Linked DNA regions of Anser cygnoides: region 1 is linked to region 2. The links are chromatin contacts, called in public Hi-C maps. All regions are on one chromosome and are shown on one strand. The core of a region is the stretch at or near the end of the contact, and the rest is flanking DNA. Distances in the headings are between cores, read along the strand shown. Region 1 overlaps IRS4 (insulin receptor substrate 4). Region 2 holds the start of VBP1 (VHL binding protein 1).

Region 1 (3,789 bases), core at 1,209-3,708, 370 kb before region 2:
AGTGACTTGAAGAGGATGAGGTAAATGTCAGAACACTGGCCAGGATATTAATCTCGGTGAGAGGAATGTGGGCCAACACGAATCTCCGAGTCAGGAGCGTGTCCCGGTGTTTACTTCTCCCTTTCAGATGTGGAATGCATGTTGTTGTTTTCTTCTTGTCAGTTCGGTTTCCTGCAGCTGTGGGACTGACAGACATGGGACTGACAGACGTGGTGCCAGCAGGGATGCGGGAAGGTGCAGTGAAGCATGGGGTCACCCTAGGTAGTGTTGCTGCACGGTTGATGCGATGTGGACCTGCACCCCGTGTTGAGACTTGGCTCCAAAAGCGGCTGGGGTCATGAAGCTGCTCTGGCATTACTGTTGCCTTTTTTCACAAGCTTTCTGAGCGGCATCTCTGGGATCCAGATGGTCTTGTGGTGTTGGGGAGGAGGTGTAGTGGGGATTTGGGATTGGGAGGCAGTAGCGTGGCTTGCAGGGATATATGCACCTTCAGGATTTGTGTTGCAGAGCCCCTTGAAAGGAGGAGGTCTGGGTCAGCAGCTGATCGCCACTGTGGTGCTTTCAGCTGCTTGAGAACTGCCTGTGGAAGCCAGAGCGTAACACAACAGCTGTGGCAGGAGGAAATGACTTGAGTTTTGTGTTGGTAGATCAGGTTGAACAGACACTGGTGGTTGCGGGTGGGTCTGGTAGTGGTAGCAGCGAGGCCTGATTCACATGTCACTGCTGCGGGTGTAAGTGACTGAAGTACTAATGCTGGCAAGTTCCACGTGGTAAACACTAAGCAGGAGTTGCTTGCTTGGTTAAAACTCGTCTGTGTGTAGGCACTGTTTAATTCTGACCTTGGAGAGCCCCTGAGCTGCTCCTGGAAGCTGAAGGCCCTATCCTTGGTTGTTGTGCATGTGCTGGGAGTGAGAAGTTTACTTCGTGCACAGTCTTCTTTCTCCACAGCATAAACCAGGGTTTGGGGTATTGAACGCATCCTCAGTGATGTGATGATTTCAAAATGGAAGAAAGCATTGTGTGCCACTGCTCCGTGTGGGAGCACGTAGTGCCTGATAGCAAGATTTCTGTGCAGGCACCCGTGGGCTAAAAGTATGGCTGAGGATGGTGTCTTTACGTGGTGTGTGGCCACGTAGCAAGCTTCTGCCTCTGATGGTCATTTACGATAATAGAGGAGAAAGAAGAGAAAGTGCTGAGTGCTTTCAAGTGTCAGTGACTAAAGGGGTTGGGAAGAGCTAAGGATGAACTGGCAGATGCGATGCGTTCCATAGAAAAGTATCACAGAAGGTGAGTTGGAAGGCGGGGAGCTGGTTATTTAGTCACGGGTGACAGTCCTTTATCTCTCAGGTGTGTTCATCAGAATAGTTTTGCTCGCTCAAACCAAAGACCTGTGCCTGCAAGCAGACGCCACCCCGCAGAGGAAGAACAGGGCAGGCTGACAGAACACCTCCCCACAAGCATACTTCCAGCCTCTGATTCTTCAGCTTGGGGGATTTCCTGAGCCTGATGCAGTTTGTCTGTTTTATAATCCTTTATGGATCTTTAATCCAAGTACTTTTCCAACCTCTTTGATCCTGTGTAACGCCTTGTAGTGACAGCAGCCTTTGGTCAGAGGCAGTGCATGCTGCACACAGACGTCTTAGTGTCTATTTTGGACCCAGCTTTGTTTGACAGCCCCTTGTTTGTGTATTGGAAGAGATAATGAACCCTATCTTTTCTCTCCATGACACTTAGGATGTCATATCCTCCTGTGCCATACCCTTAGCCTGCATGCTGTCAGAGGCTTCCTGCAGTTCCTTCACGCAGCAGGGACGTACAGTATATCTGTATTTTTTAATTTCCTGATACATCCCAGTACCTCTGTGCAGGCTCTTACTTGGCAGTTCCTCACAGGGAAGCTGTTGCACACCTTTCATGAGTTTTTCTGCACTACTCTTGACTCTTCTAGTTATTCCAGCTCCTTTCTGAATGAGGGAATTGGAACCGCACGTGCTGCTCAGTGCCCGTATTTGACGTGGTTGTTTGCTTTTCCTATTTGTTTCCCAACAGTTCTTAACATCTGCCTTGCAGAAGGAGCACGGGCAGGAAATGTATTCCTCTCTGTTGACATTTACAGACTCCTAACCTTTGTCACGAGAGCAGAGTGAACTGTAGCAGGTCGTGTTGCCGTAAGCTGCACAAACAAGGGTTTTTGGGGCTAAAATTTAGCTACGTTTTGTGCAATTTAGGAGGTCAGTCAAAGTACCTTGACACACGTGCTGTTAAAGTGTTTTTGAGAAAGCAGGACTTTTTCATTCTTCTGCAACATGAAAATCTGAAATTGAGAACTTGTGTGTCTTTAAGTGGAGAGGAGTTAATTCTTAGCATCGTCTTACTACGTTGAAACAGAAATTTAGTTTTCAGAAAAACGAAAAAACAACTTATCAAGCTGTTGAGAGCAATTTGAGTTGGTGTTCAGGCCCTGCCAAAACTGCATGCAAGTTTCCTAATTCTAGGAATAGGATTGGTAAAGGAGATGAAGCTAGGGACTGTGCATAATGCCTTCCTAGAAACTCCACTACTGTTTATTAAAACAGAAAAAGAAGCCGCTGTTGCAAAAGATAAGGCGTTTCTGCGAAATAAATAAAAATGATCTTAAAGCATGGGAGAGGTTTTTTTAGCTCGTGAAGTTGCTGAGCAGTAAGGATACTGGAACCATGTTTTGAGTGAATTATTGTACATGCAGTATTTGTAGGAGTAACTTTGTCTTGTAAATTTTAGAAATACATCTTAAGGAGGAAGAGGAACGTAATTTACTCGTATGTGTTGTTACCAGTCAGTTCAAATAGTTTATGTAATGACAAGTGGATCATGTAATAGTTGCTTTTTGTTTTTTAAAACAAGTTTTTGCTTTTTTTTTTTGCCTGTGGAAAGGTCAGTCAAATCATAGGTACAAAATATATTCATTAGTTTAAGTCGAACATGATTGCTTTGTTGTTGAATGAAGAAAGTATGCAAAATATGTGCTTAATGGTAAGCATGTAGTTTAACATACTTCCCAAATAAGGATGTTTTTCTGTGTCAGGGCCTTGATTGGGTTACCTACGTAGAGTAACTGCGTACACAGTGGCTCCAGTAAATGTCGGGCTTTCTGCTACGTGTTTGTAGAGTCGGTGTCCGAGCGTGCAAATTAAGCAGAAATTCCTTTCACAAATAACACCTCTTTGCCTCTAGCAAGGTCTAAAGCTATGCCATTAAAATCAGTCTCAAATAAGAAAATGGTATAGGATAGTAACTGTGTATTTGGTAAGATCTGGGGGAAAAAAAAAAATAATTCTTACTGATTTGTGAAGAATGTGTTTGAGCAAATTGCCTCCCCCTGCCAGGCCTGCGTGCTCTGAGGAAGGCTTGAAATGCAATCCATCACAGTCCTGCCCTGTCCTGGTAGCACAAACAACGTGCTGGGGTTTGGTGGGCTACTGAACAACAGCAGTATGGTGTGGCCACGTGTGCAGGAAGAGCCGGGGCTGTTCTGATGCTTTTGATCTGTGCGAGTCCAGTTAACTCTGGTTTCCCCCCAACCTGAAGTTCAGGAAATGGAGAACTTCAGTGGTGCTCTCCAGAAGGCATTAAATTGCCTTAGTCTTTGACATGGAGATTTTAAGTATTTAATTATCTTAAATTAATATCTTCTGTAAGCAAAGCTTTTATCCTTTTAGGAATCAGTTGCAAAATTATGTCAGTAAAAGCCTTTCCTGTAAAAACACACTATTTAGGATGGATTTCTTTGAGAGAAATAGGAGATGTCTG
Region 2 (4,320 bases), core at 626-3,125:
CAATACAACTAAGTTTTGCTTACAGATGTACAAGTAAAAAAAATTTAAGTGCAATACGTAGGCTTGCAGATGTTTGAAAAGCAGCACATGCATATGCTGAATGAAGACTGAAGAATATTTACTGGGATTTATTTTTTTTAAAGCTGTTTGCAAAGGTATTCATGGTACCACATTTCACATCTTCTTCTTCCACCCCACCACAGTCCTCCTGTACTCCAGAGCTACAGTCAGCACAACAAGCTTTTTATTTTTTTTTAGACAAAAGAATGATAGAAAACAACTGACACCAAAACACAGAACTCATTTGGGATGTAAGAACCTTCAAGGATACTGACAACTCTGAACAGATTTCTATCAAGAGATATTCAAAGGAATACGACACTCACAATGCCACTGTATCCTATTCTCAAGATACTGTTTTTCCAGATGTCCATTTTCTTACTTTGCGAAGTGAATGACATCAGTTTCGAACAACACACTACCTCTTCTCAGCTTGAGAAACTTTCAAACTATTGAGCAAACTGTCACCGATTTCTGGCTTCCTGTCATGTTGCCATTTCTGGACATAAGGGTTACCTCAAAGTTGTTCTACCTCAGGCAGAAAATGAAACAAGGTAACATAACGGTATAATGAAAAGAATCATCAATTACCCAGCTTGAAGGCTTTCAACTTCAACCCAGTAGCTGCAATATTTACTACTGCAACCGGCTTCCACGCATCCAGATCAATAAGAAATATACTTGGTTTATCTATTTGATCTGTGTCAAAGGCTTTCATGCAAGATGTCTATTTCAACAGATGAGTGCCACAGCACCAAAGAGCCAAACTGTCCTCAACAATTAACAGAATATGCTTTTTCTGAGAGCCTGAACAGCAGACTCTCCATGGTACCATCAGCTGGAAGGAGTCCCACAAAGCCACCAGCCTGGTTCCCGAACTCTGAAGGGAGCAGTAACCAGCTTCGCCTCACCTTTGCTCTCCCTAGTGTAAAGGCACACACTTAGTTTGCTTTTCATAGAAGGTGCATGGAGGTACTACACAATGTTTGCAGCATTCATTGCACAATTGAGCAAAGAACAACTTCAAGTGCTATGCAGTTATTAAAAACTGAAACAAAGCAACACCACTGATAATTCTGCAGATAGCGGGGGCAGCTTCCGGCATCTTTTGGTATATAAAAAAAGGAGTTTCAACATACTCAGTTGACATACACCAGCAACAAGGCGCTGTCCTTTAGGGAAGATGCAATCGACCTTCTCCCATCCTCACCTCCAGCCTTCCAGCACAGCCCCAAGACAACTGTATTTCAGGACAGGCTAGAGGCAGCTGCATCCCACCAGAGGCACACAAAAGTGCCCGACAGCACCACCGGATGCCTGACTTCTGTCTCAGACAGATCCCCTACCACATGAACCGCCTTTCCCCGGGTGCAGGGCTCGGGAGTTGGGAAGCTCTCAGGGGGCAGAGGGGCTGCTGCCGCCCAAATATCGCCCCGCGGCTCGGCCGGGGCTCGCAGCTCCCACGTGGAGGCGAGCTGGGGGAAGCCGTGGCTACCGACACGGCCCCTACTCACAGTCCAGGTGCTTCTTCTTGGGGCCCATCACCTCGTGGGTCGTCGCCTTGCAGACGGCTTTCGCGACGGCCGAGCCGGTGACGCTGTGCTGCGCCGCCGCGATGCGGTCGGTGAGCGACTGCCCCGACATGGCGGGGCTCCCGCTGCCTCCCCCGGGGAAGGACGACGGCGAGGAAGACGGCCGGGGACGATGAGGAGGAGGAGGAGGATGAGGAGGAGGAGGAAAGCAGCCGGCCCGGGCTGCGCCGCGCCTTCCCCTTTCACATTTCCACTCCCCGACAAAATGGCGGCGGCGGAGCCGTCAGGTGACCGAGAGGCCGCCCCGCTCCGCCCCGGGAGGCGGCCGGAGCCCTGCCACAGCCTCGCGGCCCTCCCCGCCGGCCCCCCGGGGTTGTGCGGGGATTGAGGAGCCGGCTCGGTTTCTCCGTACCACGTATGCACGCACCGCAGCCGTAGCCGTAGCCCGAGGTGTCCCCTGCGGCAGTGACTGCCCAGGGGCTGCGCGCGGAGCGAGGCGACCCTCCTGTGCCCGGCTGAGGAGAAGCACCGTCGAAGCGGTGGAAGAAATGATTTAATAGCACTTTTTCACCACAGGTTTTTGTGGGCCGGGTAGTCTCAGTTTGTCTTGGGCGGTGACATTGGCTCCTGCGGGATCGTGGGGGTGTAAAAGTACCGTACAGTATCACCTCATGCTGTCGGATTAAGTGCTCCTCAAAAAACTTGTCCCTTGCTGGATTTATCTGCACAAGCAGATCCATAACAGGATGAAACACGGCCCATCTCGTAGAGCCGATGGCACATCCAGTGTCTGACACCGAGTCCCCATCCTTCGGCCATGCACCCACCCCAGGGCCACTGAGGAGCCTGACAGGAGGTGACCCTGGGGCCTGCTCCCATGTGGCGGGCATTGACCCAATATTGAGGACATTGTTTACTTAAAGTACAGCAAAGAACTGGGCAGGACAAGAACTGGGTGAGGGGTGCAGCCAAAACTGGGGTGAGGAGTGGTAGTTCACTGTGTGGGAGCTCATTTGTTTGCTATTTTCCTGAAAGTGAGCAAGAGCGTGCTTAGCTTTTGCCAAGCGTGGCAGTGGTTTCTGTCATGCGGCCACCAGCCTGTTACAGCTGGACTGTTACCAGCAAAATACTTCGAACAATCATCAATCAAATGTTAATGACACCTCGCCAGCAGACTTAAACAAACAGCCTAACACTGGTAGGCTCAGTCGCTCACAAGTGATTCCCTTGATCCTGCTGTCCTGGCTGTTTTCATACCAACTCATTAGTTGGCTACAAATACGGCAGAGATTTACACAGCATGAGAGAAATGAGCAAGGTCTTCTCCTGAGGAGAGCTGCTCTACACCAGGAAATCAATAGTCCTGTTTGGGATCTGGCTCGCTCAAATGGGTCAGCTCAGCTTGATTTTCAAAATATTCTTTAAGAAGCCATCATCTCTTCTCATCCACATAAATGGCATCTCTTCCTGGAGTAAGAAGAGAGAGCAAAAAGCATTTCTGGAGAAAACATCTGACTTGGGATTTGCTCCTTTGCCTGTTTGGTGACCACACACGCTTTGCCTTCTGTGAAAGTATGTTTGAGTTTCCAGACCAAGATGAGGAATTTCCCTTTTGAACATGTAGCAGAGTGAGGAGAGGTGTTTTCTGCAATAGAGTTCAAGAGTATCAATAAAGTGATAGCACATTACTTCAAACTGGACATCACAGGGAAACTGAGGTAAAAATAATTCTGATTTATGATTCCAGCCTGAAAAGGACATCCATCCCCACCACGAAAAGCAAATGCTTACTTCTTATATTCTGTGCTGCTCCACACAGCCCTCCAAATGGCTGTTGTGACGTGATTGTTATTCTAGCATTATGGTTTCCAAAGACAGTATTTCCCTGAATGACAATGAGGAAGTTTTGCTGCTGCTGCGAATCATTAATTATTTTTCCGTCATGCCTTGAGGCCCTGGTGAGGACTCATTCAGTACTCAACTGCACAGGAAAACTTCGGAAGAGACCACTGCCTCAGGTGCTGCATTCTCGGTGAGTGTCTTCAGACCTGATTTTATCTGAAAAACGTGTAGCCATTTGTCCTTCAAAACATGCATGCAATAAAGATCCTGTTGAAAGGCATGATGCCACCGTAGAAATATTAGCGGTCCTATGATCCAGGGTGGATAAAGTTGTGAATGAAGCATTTCTATAACCCTAAGGGCATTAATGCATTAAAACGTGGTCACTGCTAATGAAGATCATGAACATTTCCTGTGGAGAAAAAGCTTATAAACTTTTTATTCCTGCTGGCAGCAGTCAGTTTCTAGTTGCCTTATTTTTGCCTTAAGACTCATAGTTTCTGGAAAAATAATTTTGAAGCTTCAAAGCCTGAGGAAACATCAAAACAGTAAGAAAAGAGATGGAAAGATTAAATACTCATTATAAATGTCTCAGTCTCTTAGGGCTTGTCTAAACAGGGAAGCTATTTCGAAATAAGTGAGGGTGTGAGCTGAAGCACAACAACTATTCAGCACTACCTTCATCCCCAACAGGGAATTTCCTATATTGTTCTATTTCAAAAAGCCAAAATTTCACAAAAGTGTCAGAGTTCAGTGTGTCCCATTGGCTAGGCAGCTATATCTGTCTGCACTGGGTTTACTGGTCAGGCCCAAATATGAGTTCAAATTTCTGTCTTTATTCAGGCCGTTAAGCTCGCTCCAAATTCAGTCCACCTTGCGCACAACT

What was found. A called contact is a pair of places that touch in the nucleus more often than the background predicts.
Region 1: a contact with region 2 is called in a Hi-C map of liver, with 4 times the contacts expected there. The contact joins the enhancer-like site here to the promoter of VBP1 in region 2. A contact is called at or near these places in 2 of 7 Hi-C or Micro-C datasets (both in liver).

What each region holds. Positions count from the first base shown.
Region 1 is chr13:3,314,755-3,318,543 of Taihu_goose_T2T_genome, reverse strand. The region is part of intron 1 of IRS4 (insulin receptor substrate 4); the gene reads left to right. Among named protein-coding and RNA genes, the nearest start is that of IRS4, 13 kb to the left of the region's middle. Within about 2 kb of position 2,458, at least 2 of the 3 cell types and tissues checked have open chromatin away from gene starts, as enhancers often do. A contact at or near this core is called in liver, where this site is marked.
Region 2 is chr13:2,945,018-2,949,337 of Taihu_goose_T2T_genome, reverse strand. VBP1 (VHL binding protein 1) reads right to left here and starts at 1,875. Exons shown (of 25, transcript XM_048070729.2): 1 at 1,575-1,875. The coding sequence starts at 1,704. LOC125183576 (a long non-coding RNA gene) reads left to right here and starts at 2,012. Exons shown (of 2, transcript XR_007165830.2): 1 at 2,012-3,624.